Linked DNA regions of Zea mays: region 1 is linked to region 2. A link is a contact called in public Hi-C data. All regions are on one chromosome and are shown on one strand. Each heading gives the region's core, a stretch centred on a gene start, on an enhancer-like site or on the middle of the called end of the contact. The rest is flanking DNA. Distances are from core to core; before and after follow the strand shown. Region 1 holds the start of LOC103647382. Region 2 holds the start of LOC100275817.

The links. Hi-C and Micro-C count contacts between places; a contact is called where the count stands out from the background.
Region 1: a contact with region 2 is called in a Hi-C map of endosperm, with 3 times the contacts expected there. The contact joins the promoter of LOC103647382 here to the promoter of LOC100275817 in region 2. A contact is called at or near these places in 4 of 25 Hi-C or Micro-C datasets (bundle sheath, ear, endosperm and 1 more).

What each region holds. Positions count from the first base shown.
Region 1 is chr2:181,978,990-181,983,592 of Zm-B73-REFERENCE-NAM-5.0, reverse strand. LOC103647382 reads right to left here and starts at 2,385. Exons shown (of 2, transcript XM_008671926.3): 1 at 1,783-2,385; 2 at 802-1,652. The coding sequence starts at 2,144. The coding sequence ends at 1,481.
Region 2 is chr2:181,782,095-181,786,914 of Zm-B73-REFERENCE-NAM-5.0, reverse strand. LOC100275817 reads right to left here and starts at 2,790. Exons shown (of 1, transcript NM_001149811.2): 1 at 1,863-2,790. The coding sequence starts at 2,665. The coding sequence ends at 2,015.

The DNA of each region.
Region 1 (4,603 bases), core at 1,136-3,635, 200 kb before region 2:
TATTCGCAAGGGTGTCCTACTCATGAAAGACAATTTAATAAAATGCAATTGGAAAGGTTCTAAGTTGTGTTGCTTCTGTCAAAAGGAGAGACTATCACACATCTCTTCTTTGAGTTCTGTTTTGCTAGAACAATTTGGTCTTTCTTTTAGTGTTATTCTATTCTCCAAGCTAGATAATGCTTCCATTATGTTTGGATCATGGCTACACATAATTCCTAACACCTGGAAACTGCTCGTTCTTCTTGGAGGGACAACTTTGTGCTGGTCACTTTGGCTTTGTAGGAATGATATAATTTTTTAGAATTGTTTTTTCTCCCTTGCATGTTATCTTTGCAGTGGTTCATTGAGTGTGTTCATGGGCTATCCTTCAGCGAATGGATTCACATGAACTCGTTATGAAGGCTTCACATCGCTTGGCGCGAGTTGCTATATATGTCCTCTCATGCACATAGTTGGTGGTCTAGTTTTAGGCTTGTGAATACATGTTTAAATGAGGATCGACAAAGTTTTAACCAAACATGTTTGAATACATAGCATAAAACATAAAAACACGTGTTGTTTTGTTGGTGCTCATTTATGTACAATTTTTAACCTTTTTACCATTTAAATATGGAGCAGGAAGTGGTGAACTAAAGGGAAGGGGATGTGATGCGAGATTAGGTTGCAGTGGTTATCTTTTAAGGTGTGAATAGAAGAACATCGGGTTGATTATAAAGAAATATAATATTTTTTTTAAAAAAAATGTCGATGGTAGAACCGTGAAACCAATGGAAACCGCTGTTTCGTATAGTAGAGAAATAGCTAACGACTCTTGCAAAAATAATAAGACGGTTGTAGTATATACTACAATAGTACAAATGGTGATTTGTATCGGTGGATAATAATACCGCCATGCATCCCACAAGATTCTTCCTCAACACTGAAACTCACACTGTCTTGTTCTGATAATAACATGTTTGGTTATGGCGATGAGCCGATGACGACCCCAACAGCGACTCTGCTGTGGCGCGGCGCATATCTGCAAAGCTAGTGCGGCAGCCACTTTGGCCCCTTCTCCTTCCCTTCACTTTTAACTCCCCCCCCCCCCCCCCCCCCCTACACAAGTATACTCATGCTGCTCAATGAAATCAAGCTAAGAGCTACTTTAGAAATCTCAAATCCCCTTCGAGATTGGAGAGGATTGAGGTAGGAATGAACTTATTTCCTCTCGGGATTGGAGGGTATTATTTCTTTGCTTGGAGCTAGCTCTAATGGTACATGTAGATGTCTGTACGGCTTGCATGCATGCAGCGATCGATCCGGGTAACTAATCGATTGAGCTAAGCTGGTGGTTTATATAAATAAATAATAATATGCTGACTGGTATAGATGTGGTTGTGGACGAGTGATCGATCGATGATGAGCTTGCAGTTGCAGCTGCCTAGTCGAGGAGAAGCTGGCACTGGCAGTAGGTGTAGCCTCTGCGTGGGCGTGCGCCTCGTCATGCCGCGGCCACCGTGCCCCCGGCCTTGCCTTCGCCGGCGCGGCGGCGGCCGCTGACGACCTTCGCCGCACCCGCGTCCTTGATCGACGTCGCCGCGCACTTGTCCTTCCACTCCTCCTGCGTGATGTGCCGCTCCCTGCACTCCAGGCTGCAGAACGCCGCCTCGCCCCTGCATACAGGTATAGCCAATTAGCCATCCATATAGGTGAGCGGGGGGAATCGAAGAAAAAAAAAGGAGTTTCAGGACGCGCAGCCGCAGGTTCAAGACAAGAATAGCCCGCAGGTGAGCGAACACGTACTTGTACACGAAGGTGTCGCGGCCGGGGCCGAGACGGCGCCGGCAGAGCCCGCAGGCGCGGAGGAACGCGGCGGTCTCGACGGCCGAGTAGTCGGCCGAGTTGCGGCGGAGCCCCGCTTTTGCCGGCGCCGCGCGGGCGCGGTACGCCGCGATCCAGTCCTCCTGCGCTGCGGCGGCGCCGCCGCCGAGCGCGGACAGCCAGTCCTGCTGGTGCTGCCCACCGCCACGGCTGCTGCTGCTGCCGTTGTCGGGCAGCTGGGCCTCCTCGTCGTCCTCCTCCATCACCGCCGCGAGCGCGAACTCCGTCATGCTCGTGGTCCGGCGCACCGGGTTCTTGCAGTCCCGCTCCCTCTTCCCCACCATATCTCCTTTACCGCTAGCTCCAAGCAAAGAAATAAACGTACGTACGACAAGAAGACAGAGCTAACGCAAGGGTGCGGTGCGGTCGTGATGCTGCGACGATCACAGGAAGAGGCGCCGGCAATGGAAATGCAAGCACGAGCTCTCTTCTCTCCCTGTGTCTCTCTCGTGCCCGCGTGTGGTGTGGAGGACAGGACAGGAGAGAGGAGACGGGAAGTGGTGGGTGAGCTCTGTGCTGTGCGTGTGCGGGATGGAGAGGGCCGGGCCGGGGATAAAAGAAGGGGCGGGACGATCCCGGCCGTCGGATGCGTCCCGGTGGTCCGTCAGATCCACGTCAGCGCTGGGCCTCCTCCACGTCCCTGGGTCCTGGGGGTCGCTTTTGTCATTTTGTTCAGCGGGGGGCTCGCTCGATCAACGATCATTGCGGTTTTGTTCTCTTCGTGGCGCTCGGTCGGGGATCTGTCGCCGCTGCTGAATTTACTTCCTGTCCATCTCACAGGTTTTTACTAGCATCAGCTGTCAGCTTCGCTCGTTGATCTGCTCCAGCCATTCAAAACTATATAGTCTATTTTAAATTTTATTCTAGACTAAATTTCTTAAAACCGTATCTTTTATATGAAGTACATCGATATCTACGATATCCTCTTGTTTTGAATTCTACTTGGAATATGTTTTGATAGTATATTTTCTTTGAACATGTAAAAGTTAATATATATTATTTTTTTTAAAACAATAAACTTGGTCAAATTTGTTGAAGTTTAAATTAAAGTAAATTATGTTAAAATTTGAAACAGAGGGAGTTGATAGCATGACAGATTTTTCCCAAGCAAATTGCTCAATCAACAAATTCTTCGAAGTATATCTCATTATTTTTGAGGTAAAGTCACATATATTCAATTTTTTTGTTGCATACGAATTTACATTTTTTTCTCTCCTCCCTTTTTATGGTTCGGTGTGCATTATTAGTGTCAGCATTTTTCACAACCAATAGTTTTTGGTCAAAAAATCACAATGCTAGGCCTAAAAGTACTGTGATTATTTTCTTTGCAATTTGTAAGCTATAAGAGTACACGAGGGATGATCAAGATTTTAAATCGTGGGCTATGACATTTAGTACTCTAGAGGAAGCTATTTCATTTAGTGTTTCTATAGAAAACATGAATATTTTAATTAATCATGTAGGGAAACATGTGGTTAAGAATGATGTTCATGTTCTTAGTTGATTATGTAGGAAAACATGTGGTTAGGTAAATGTTGAGGATAAGTACTTTATACGTTCTAAACTATAAGACATTTTGATATTTTTAGATACATAGCTTTTTTAAGCACTTAGATATATATTATATATAGATACATAGTAAAACAAAATACCTAAAATTTATCAAAATATCTTATAATTTGAAACAGATCGAGTACATGTATAAGGATCTAGGAAACAGATTTCTAGGTCCATTACTAAACACCCATCAAAATAATCCACATACTCACAACTACAATCAATATTTAATTAAATTCCTTCAATGCTCAAAATCAACCAATTCAAAAGTTATCATATAGTTCAATGCATCATTTATCAACTAAAGATCACAACAAAGATGTAACACCCGGTTTTAAAGGACAAAGCCGGGTGCATCTCATACATGCGCCAAAGAAGACAACATATATAATAACAGAGTGTATAGAGATAAATGTCACAATAATCAGAGTACTTATTACATAGCGGAAGTCTTACAAAATAAAATATAAATATAGCAGGATCTAAAAACTATCCTTGGCGCCAGAAAGTCAACTGTGAGACTCCACCTAGATCGAATCGAACTCCTCGATATGCGGCTCCTCTTGAACCACCTGTTCTTCTCCTGTGGGGGGTGTGAGACAACAAGGGTGAGCTCACACATGATCATCGCTCAACAAGTTGTGGGGAATAATGTGTATGAACTCACCAAAGGTGGGAGTTCATGAAGTGTAAGGCTTACCAAAGGGAATGGTTAAAGCTGAGCATTGCTTTTAAAGTTGGTCAAAATTTTATTAGCAATTACTAGATGTAAGTAAATACCAACCATAATAATAATAGAACAAAATTAATAAATAATCCCATGCAAATGCACATGACAAATTGAATTTAGGTTCCATAAATTAATCATGTGAGGGTCCGAGCCGCTCATGACCGTGAGCACGGCTAGTATACTAGTTTTACACTCTGTAGAGGTTGCACATCTTTACCCACAAGCCGTGTTACCCATCTGCCAAGGGGTCATGAATCCCATACACCTCTACCAAGGAAGCGAGGCAGGGTAACACTACGAGGCCTTTACAAAGTTCCACTAGCTTCAGAAATCCCGCTACAGTTTATAGGAAGCTCCAGTGCAGGAATCCCTCGCCTGACCGCCATCGCAGCAAAATCAACCCAATGACCTCCCTACACTGACCACTCCCCTACTACCCTTGCCCCTTTCGGGTAA
Region 2 (4,820 bases), core at 1,541-4,040:
ACTTGCGGACGAAGGTTATGAAGGACATACCTTCATAAATTCATCAAATAATGACGAAGGCTAAAATATAAAGAATGTAAAAGAAAACATGAACAGTCATTTATTATTATTGAGCATAAACAAAAATATTATTGAACCACAAGTGTACCTTCAATCGGAAGGGAAATGATAGTACAAGCGTGACGCAGAAAGCGAATGCCAAGTCAGCGTGAACAGTACGGGGATATTGTTCACCTATTTATAGACACGGGACATAGCCCTTACAAAATTACATTCATGCCCTTTACATTTGATAATAACTCTATAGTAGTCTATCGAGGTCTGAATAGCCTTTTCATCTTTAAGTCGGTTCCACTCTTTGCTGTTACGCCGAAGCTTTCCTGCTCAACACCTTCGGCCCTGTATCAACCTTCGTATTATTCCTGTCTACTGCAATGCCGACTTTAGTCCGAGGGTACCTGTTCACACATTGTACTACAGAAATACTGTTAAATCCTGTTTTTGAGGACCTTCGGACGCCGAAGGTCCCCAACAGTGAGTGATGACAATTCGGAGCAAGCTACGAATGGAGAATTGGATACACTTGAAAGGAATAAGGCTTGGTACTTTGATCCGGGAATGTGCAGAGTAACACCATAGATTCAAAGTGGGTATATAAACTCAAGAAGCATGCTGATTATACAATTGATAGATACAAAGCTTGCCTTATCACAAAAGGATTTAAACAAAGATATGGATTACAAAGACACTTTTAGTCTAATTGTTAAAGCAGCTACTATCAGGATTGTTTTGTCAATTGCAGTAACTAAAGCCTGGTGTTTGAGACAGCTTGATGTTAAATATTCTTTATTTGCATGGTGTTCTAGAAAGAAGTATATATGAATTAACCACTTGGTTATGAGAGTTTGGAATATCATGATCATGTGTGTGGACTGGGCAAAGTTATATATGGATTAAAACATGCACCTGGGGCTTGGTATGCAAGACTTAGTACTAATTTTGTACACCCTTGGTTTTGTTGTTTCAAAGGGAGGTACTTCCTTGTTTATTTATAGTAAAAGCATGGCCACCATCTATCTATCGATCTATGTTGATGATATTGTGGTTGGCTAGCTCATCCAATGCTGACGTGGAAGCAATGTTAATAGATTTGCGAGCTAAGTTTGATCTCAAGGATCTAACGATGCTACATTATTTTTGGGAATAGAGGTAGAGCAAATTAAAGAAGGAATTCTATTAAATTAGATTAATTATGCTACCGGAATCATAAAGTGGGCAAGTGTCGCCATATGATTTATTTTATTTAGTTATTTTGTACGGAAACTTCATTATATAATAAAGATTGTGACATTGATTTATGTTTCATTATATAATAAAGATTGTGACATTGATTTATATACAAACTTGATCGTAGCACACATGTGAGATGTATCTGGATTTGTCCTTAAATCCGAGTGTGGCAATATGCATTGGAAAATTGTAAACCAATGTGTACTCCACTTTCCATCTCTGAGAAAATTTCAACTTACTCTGGTGTTCTTCTGATGTGCAAGAAGCAACAAGATGTAGAAGTATTGTAGGTGCACTACAATATCGAACTCTTACTAGACCAAATCTTTCATTTATTTTTTGTTAACAATGTTAGCCAATACCTACGTGCGTCGACAACCGAACTTATGGTTGTTGCTAAAAGAATGTTGAGATATATTCATAGAAACTATTGGTCTAGTAATCAAGTTTGTAAGAGATAGCTCTTTGTAAATAAGTTTGGATGTTAGAAGAAGTATCCTAGTTGGTTACGAATCAATCTTGGTGTAAATGTAGTCTATCATTCTCTGATAGAGTTATAAACGATCAAGATATATCTTTATGTCGTACTTTATCTGTAAATCATATCTGGTGACTATATACAAACAATCTGTTGAAAGCAGGCTATGTACAGCAACTCAAAACTGATTTTGGTCTCCCTGAAAACGCTGACCAATATCAGGAACGAACGAACCGAACACGTGACTCAAAGCTGATCTGGCGGGGCATCCGGCTGGCGCTGGCGGCGGGCGGCGGCGGCGCGCTGCTTGAGCATCTGGGTGTAGTTGAAGATGGAGTTGAGGCGCTGCTGGCGTTGGTGGTCCTCGAAGCCGCGGATGAACTCCTCGGGCTTGGCGTCCACCTCGGACCTCCTGGGCGCCTCCTCCCTCTCCCGGTCCGGCCGGCGGCGCGCCTCCAGCGCCAGCGCGTAGGCCTCGTCCATGCTCATCCCGCCGGGCTCGCTATCCTCCTCGTCGGCGTCTGCCGCCGGCGCGCGGCCCAGCGACGAGAGAGGGGACGCCGGTGTCCTGGCCGGCGCCTCAGTTTCTGTTCCTTGGGCGGCGTCGGGGTGCGGAAACGGCGTGGTGGTGTTGAAGCAGGCGGAGGGGACGGCGAAGATGGAGAAGGAGCGGAGGCGCTGCAGCAGCGCAGACGAGGCCCTCCGCGTGAGCGCGGCGGCGGCGCCGCTGCTGCGGCGGCGGCGGCGGGGCGACGGCAGCGGCAGCGGCAGCGGCAGCGGCGGGCGCCTGGACAGGATGGCGACCGCGGCGACGACCGCGTTGGCGACGAGGAACCATAGCGCGCTGGAGCTCAGCCACGCCGGCAGCAGCGACGGCCACCACCACGGCGTCGCCATGGTGTGCGGGCGGGGGCGGCCACCAACTGGATCGCGCGCTCGCTTCTCCTCCCGGGCTGTGGGCTGTGGGCTGTGGCTGTGCTGGCTCTGCTTGGAATTCCCAAAGCTCTGCGCCCCGAGCTGATGACGGATATATGGGAGTAGAGTATATATATACCGTGCGCTTTATCGTTTCTGCTTGGTAGTGGTGGTAGTAGTGTCACGAACGGATCAACACGTGAGGAGCGCGTCACTGATCCGGTCACCATGGATGAGATGAGCAAAGCAAAGCAGGCACGGAAAGCAATCTCTCTCTTTCCAGGATACTGCTCTCGTGTGTCTTCGTCGTCGTCGCCGGTCACGCGACTATATTGCCATGGACATCGTCAACCGACGTTTTCGCTTGAAGATTCTATGTGCTGACTGGGTGTGGTGTGGTGTAGGAGTATTAGATACGTGCGAAACAAGTAGACAGCCCACTGCAAGCCATGGCAGCTTCACGCCACCTGAGACTTGGCCGCCAAGCAGCAGGAGTAGTACGGCGCGTCTGTCTGTTTACCTAGTAATAAGTAGTAGTCAAGCTTATGATTCCCAGAAAGTGTTATCAGCTTTCCGTTTGGGACATATCGAGATATATACGGCAGATTAGGATCATATAGTCTCGGTTTGTCTTTGTCTCTAAGGGAGGTTGTTCCTTACCTTCTAAGCAATAATGTACTCCTAGATAATCTCATCCAAGGCTCAACAATATAATCAAGCAACCAAACCCACCAATTTCATTCATTATTTTGCATGGTATCATGGATTCAAGTTTTGATTTAGGCCCAAGACACCGCTTTCGCACCACGTAGCCTCTGTCAGTGACAACGCCAAGCCCTTATTTAGGTGGTACATCCTATTAGCCTGCCACCCTCGCCATCGCTACAATGACACTAGTAGCACCAATATATCCGCTATCGGGTCGCTCCTCGTCCCATTTTCACCAAGGCAACAACCGAGCCTAGCTGTGAACTGTCCCCGCGCCATCGTGGTGGCCGATGGTGGCCGAGCCAGGTTGCATGTCAACCATGCACTCTAGCAACCACCTTTGTAAGTGCAATTAAGTCATAAATGGTATTGGTGATGGCATTGGACGTACAACTCAGGGACTAATGGCTTTTGTTAAGTGTTGACAATAAATTAATCATTGTGGGGGTGTATGGCATGTAAAAGGAGATATCCTAATTCAAAAGGAATGGCTTGAAAGCTCAAAATAGTTTAAGTTCATTTTTTTTAATTTGAGTTAAGGATAAGCCATACTTTAAAGGAGTACCATCAATATGCTTGGATGAACAAAGTGCTCGCAAGCCTACAGTACACAAACAAACACTAAGTCGGGCTTACTCTTTCATATCTTTTTTGGCTCGTGTGGAACCACTGAGATCCTCTACGAATTATAAGTGAAACCTTCGTGCTATGTTTGTCGACCATTTCTAGTGTGAGCTAAGGGGTATAAATATCTACCCCTTTCTCCCATAATGACCATCTTCTCCATTTGATGTGTATCCATTCTTCGGTACCTTAAGACAAGACAAAAGACCACTCTAAAGAACTAAAGTCCACTCTAAAGGAGTAGCTTGTCATACTTTTATCATGTCTACTAAGGTGTGATTATGTATTTTTGCTACCCTATTTTTCTGAGGTTCATCCGGTGTGATTATGTATTTTAGCTACCCTATTTCTCTGCTACATATGTTTGGTGTATTGTTTCTTTACTATTTCCCCAAGTGTGTTGAATGGATGATTGCTTTGCGTAGACAACAAGCGGTCTGTGAGGGAGTTGCAGGAGATTTCCCTGAATAGCAACTTGGTGAAGGCAAGTGTCCTCTGACCCATTATGTCCTACTTACTTTATAATTTATTGTTCCGCATACTATGATCAACCTAAGGACTGACTAGTATTCTGTTTATCATGTCCTTTGTTATCCTTTGGGAATTGGCTACTATGATTAATACCATGCTAGTGCTTTACTTTAATCAATGAACATGATGAGAATACTTTATGATACGATGTTGATATTCTAGATATGATGATGAGCTTGTGGCACTAAAGGGGACTCGGGCTGTTTCCCGAGTATCTCTCTATAAGGACCTGTTTGCTGGATGACCACCCGAGAAAATAGTACAACCATGAGGG